Regions from separate parts of the Lactuca sativa genome. Here region 2 is linked to region 1. A link is a contact called in public Hi-C data. All regions are on one chromosome and are shown on one strand. Each heading gives the region's core, a stretch centred on a gene start, on an enhancer-like site or on the middle of the called end of the contact. The rest is flanking DNA. Distances are from core to core; before and after follow the strand shown.

Region 1 (2,608 bases), core at 57-2,556:
TTTTTTCCTTGTTTGAACTGCATCCAAAGATCTAGTCATCTAGACAAGCGATATTTCATAGGAGTTGTAGATATCAAATATTTAAAAACCCAAAAAAAGTCAAGAAAATATTATACCTAAATACATACATTTATATGCATATATATGTTGATATAAATGTATATATAAGATTTAATCGATGATTTATTGTTTGTAGTTTTGTGGGATATTGGTGAAAAAAGCAACCTACCTTCAACCATCTTCATCAAACATGGCTTCAAAGAAACCAAATCCACCCTATCATTCAACTTTGCTCCTTTAACCTGTTCAAAATTATTCAATGCCAACAAATTACTACAGATTTACAGACATTTTCAATGCCAATAATTAATTACAGTCTACCCCTTATTTCTAGAGCCAAAATTTTCAAATACAGACCAATTTCACTATGACATGCTGTTCATCATTAATTACAGCTTTAATGGTGTTGTGAGTTTCAGAATTTAGGCTCTAGGAATTAGTTTTGTCACCAATTTCTCCAATAATCAAGGATTGAAATTAGCGCCGAAAACATAGTAATTATTCATCAATAGTTTTGGTAATTAGTAACGAGTGTTATTGATAATTAATCTGAAATGTTCGAACCAAATTAATGCAATTATCGTGAATTTCTATGGGAAGTTCACCTCGTGTGAGAGAGAGTAATTGGTTAGATGGCAAGTATCGACATTAACAGCTAGTAATTTCTTCACGTCGAGTATTTTGTCTGTGGAGATGCCCTGCATTTTCGTTACAAATTAAGTTGAAATCCATCTAACAAATAAATGAATTCGCAAATCCTTAGTTGTAATTTACCTTGAGTATAACTTGAGTTTCATAAGGAGTGATGATAGTTATGTCTAGAACACTAGGAACAACTGCAAAAATTAAAAATCATGTTACTGTAACTGTTATTGATTCTGAATGAGATTCCGATTAGAGAACAGAGAAGATTAAGAGAAGAAGAAGACGAAGACCTTTCTCTTCCTTCTTCTTCTTATCGGCTTTGGTTTTGTTTCCTTTTCCTCTGTTTGACCTCGGTGCCATAGCTTCTGAGTTGTTTTTATTGTTTCCGTGTATTGAGAATGGAATGGAAAAAGGAGGGTTCTTCAATGGCGAATGGAAAATGCCATTTGAGAAATTAATGAAGAATTGGTTGATATGAGAAGATATATGAAGATGAAGATATAAGGATAAGAGTGTGTCTTGGGAGCTATCTCTATTTGTGGATTTCTGAAATTTTCCTGGCCTCTCCTTTGCTACTGTGATTCTCTCTCTCTCTAACTACAAGATACATGTGATAGCCCTTTTAAGAGACCGTGTGACATTGTGAAGGAGAGAGAATATTATATTAAGTAGGGTTAACAATTAACTTTGTTATATAAGATGATATATACATTCAAACGTGTCAAGAATCTTTAAAATTATAATTAAAAAAGTTTACACTATCAATAAAAGTAATCAAATTATTCTATTTATGTAGTAAACTTTTTTTTTATAAGATTTAATCACTTAGTTTTCAATTTTGTATTTTTTAATTTATCATTATAAAACTTTGTATTTTTTATTGACATACATGTTATATGAATTACAGATGTGAATCAAACCACATAAATCGTCTGCACCGCACCACACCACACCGTATTGCATTATGTGGTTTTTGATTTTTACGGTGCAGTTTACGGTTTGTATTTTTTATAAACACCACTTTACAGTACGATTTGTGGTTTGAAGTTAGAAAACTAAGGTTCAAACCGCACCGCACTGCAAATTTATATTTTATCAATTTGTACAATCTAACTATTAAATTTCAATAGTTAACTAATATTAGTTTCAATTAATAAAGGTCAATATCTAACGATTCGACGTCAACAAAACATATATCCTTTATCAGTTTGATGATAAATTAAAACTAACAGAACAACCAATTAGTTTCATAAAGAAAAAACTATATAGAGAGTTGAAAGAAAAGGAAGTGACAATTATTAAGACACATATATATTTATGTTTTATAAGATATATTAACAGTAAATTACAATTTTGGTCCTATGGTTTGGTGATAAGATGTATCCATGTGGTTTAAAGAAGTTGCATTGCATATCCTTAGTTCATTCAAAAAGACTATTTTACCCTTATTTTTAATTTTTTGTTTTTCTTTTATATATATATATATATATATATATATATATATATATATATATATATATATATATATATATATATATATATATATATATATATAATATTGTTTTTTTTCACTTACATTTTATTTTAATTATTTAGATTTTATTTGACATTTTTTTAATATATTGTTTAATATTTTTTTTACATTTAGATTGTTTATATTTTTTAGAATAATTTTTTCCGGTTTTTGACATTTTGTTTGAATACATTTAATTTTTTTTTTGACGTTTTATTTGTTTATCCTTTTTAAATTACTTATTGTAAAAAATGTAAAAATGTTCCTTAAATTTGAATATTATTAACATAGATTAGGTATAAAGTTTTTTTTAATAGGATTAACGGATAGACTAACTAAACTTCAAAAACGGGTTTCAAGTTATATAATGATAAATTGGAAACCATATAA
Region 2 (2,608 bases), core at 31-2,530, 180 kb after region 1:
TTACATGAGACACTAATTTAAGGGCACTCAGTAATGCGCGACCTAAATCCTTAAAATTATTGAAGAGATGACACTTTTTTAATGTCGCTCTCTAATGCGTAACATAAATCAAAGAGCGTCGTGTTTTGCACGTCGTAAAAGGGTATTTTTCTTGTAGTGGGTGTCCATGACCGTGGTAATTTGTTGTTTACTGCATTTGTCCTTCTATTATTTTCTACTTCTAGATCATGCAGATGGCCGAAACATAATTAGTATCGTGATGATGATGATCTTGTGAAGGCAACAAGAAGATGGTGATGTTTAGAGAGAGAGAGAGGTGGTTTTCTTTTTTAATTATTAAAATAAATAAATAACTATTAGATTTTAAAAAAAATGAAAGAAAAAAGAAAAATAAATACCTTAAGGGTATTACAGTCATTTCAGTTTACTGAAGAACCAAATCCGCAACGAAACTAGCTTAAAAGGACCACAAAACCATAAAAGTCGAGGTTTTGACTAAAAATCAGAAAAAAAAAAATACATACTACATACCATTTTTGTAGTTTTGTTAATAAGATTTTAATGTGATCATGCATGCAAATATAACATGTATCGTATATAAGTTTTAGGAATAATAATTGAAATCCATAAATCAAAATTTGCATTTTGCACAACAAACCAATGTTTTAAAAACCGGTTTGAACCGGTTAGATCAGGAACCGGGGGAGAGAGCGGTTCAACTATCATCGATTTTACATCGATTTCTGAACTGGATTGAACTGACCGATTTTTAGGAAAAACCCAGTTGAATCGGTCAAAATAAACCGGTTTAACCGGTTAAACCGAATAAAAACATATAGAAAATAATTATTTGCATAATAAACTTTGGTGAATTTTTTAAAATCTATATAGTTTTCTCCAAATAAAAACATATGATAAATGTTATAATTTTTATTGATGTGTTTGTATTCATCTAAAACTATATTTTTTTCGATATTATACTTTATTTTCTTTTTGACGTATATAGATTGATATAAAACACTAAAACTTATAGTAATGTGTTATTTTAATATATTTGGAGTGATCTATAACTTATTTTTATGTATATTTTTAATGTTTGAACTTGTAACGTCAAATTATTATTATATATTTATGTATATATAGAAAAATAAAAGAACATATGAAAATTATAGAAAACCGATTGACCGACAGTCGAACCGGTTAAACCGATTGAATCGAAAACCAGTCATTATATGAGTTCAATTAAAAGGTGTTTTTAAAACATTTCAACAAACCCCTCTTTGCTTTTTAGTATTATTTGTTAACCATCCGTTGGCCATGGGGAAGCTAGGGCTCCAATTGTGCCAAGCAAAACCCCTAATTCTGGAAATCATAAAACCGAAGGGCACGGATTTTCAAAATTAGAACATTCAATCATTACATAGCTTTTTTCTTTACCAGAACCTGACGGTATCAGCCTCATCTCCACTGTTGTCAGTTTGGCGGTTTCACACTGAGTGGACTAACTCTTCATTCACTCTCGATCTTGTATACGAAGGAAATTTGTTAATGAACGACATGGAAATTGATCCCATATCGGGTTGATGTCATTGACGTGGGTTCTGTACATGTTCGGCCAGTGATGATACCTTGCCGGTTCTCTCTCTGCGCCTCGCCGGCTCCGCCCGCCGCCCTGTTCCGCCTGCTGCCTCTTAGTTGAGGTATTTTTGATATGTATTGTAATTTGTTGTTTATTAATTGCTAATACTTAGTTATCTATTTGTTATTGTTAATCGTGGGAATGTTTAGTTGAGTTAGGATTTGTTGAAAATCGATTTGTTTGCTGTTAATTCTTAGTTGTTACTACTTGATATTTTGTTGCACGATTCCTATTCCCTTCAAAACCAAAAAGTAAAAGACTCCATTAATCCCAAAATAGAAAAAGAGAAAGAGAGGAAGAGACAAACTGCAATACCCTTTTTGGTTCTCTTTTTAAGGATTAGACTATGTGGGAAAAGGCATGTACAATACCACTTTCAAGAACATTATCATGATTTAGATCAAAACCATCTTCAAAAACAAGAAACCTTGCTCGGCCTCTCTTTGATTTTATCATCTTTTATAGTTGCATCATGCCAATTTTTCTATCATTAATTGAAAGATTATAGTTTGAAGACAGATCAAAGTTAAAGCAAAAGTATGATCAAGAATTAGAAAACCCTAGCAAATGATCAAGTTTTTATGCATAAAAAGTTTGAACCCTAGAAGTGAAAGTAAAATGATGCACGGGGTTTGCACTTTGCAGAAATGGAAGATGTATGATGAACTGAATTGAGAATAAGTTGTTTATTATTTAGTTATATTATGTATTACATTGTATATATGTATCTAATATTTTATTATATCATATATAACACTAGATTTATGTATAGGTAATTATTGGGAAGCTTCACAAGGATTTATCCTACCACAGACACTTCATTCCTTATCAGTGTTGACTATCCAATTAGGTGTCAACTGATGAAGCATTTAGACTTGATTCAGGTGACATATTCTTATACTTGAAAAACTCCTTATCTTTTTTGTTCATACTGTGATTACAGATTCCCAATTCTATAATTCTGTAACT

Evidence for each region. A called contact is a pair of places that touch in the nucleus more often than the background predicts.
Region 2: a contact with region 1 is called in a Hi-C map of leaf, with 4 times the contacts expected there. The contact joins the promoter of LOC111898899 here to the promoter of LOC111898901 in region 1. A contact is called at or near these places in 2 of 4 Hi-C or Micro-C datasets (leaf and seed).

What each region holds. Positions count from the first base shown.
Region 1 is chr4:152,363,615-152,366,222 of Lsat_Salinas_v11, forward strand. It overlaps LOC111898901 (protein REDUCED CHLOROPLAST COVERAGE 3), which reads right to left and starts at 1,307. Exons shown (of 23, transcript XM_023894791.3): 1 at 996-1,307; 2 at 835-896; 3 at 666-758; 4 at 230-302. The coding sequence starts at 1,065.
Region 2 is chr4:152,547,449-152,550,056 of Lsat_Salinas_v11, forward strand. LOC111898899 (protein FAR1-RELATED SEQUENCE 6) reads left to right here and starts at 1,281. Exons shown (of 4, transcript XM_042901188.2): 1 at 1,281-1,700; 2 at 2,412-2,523. The coding sequence starts at 2,500.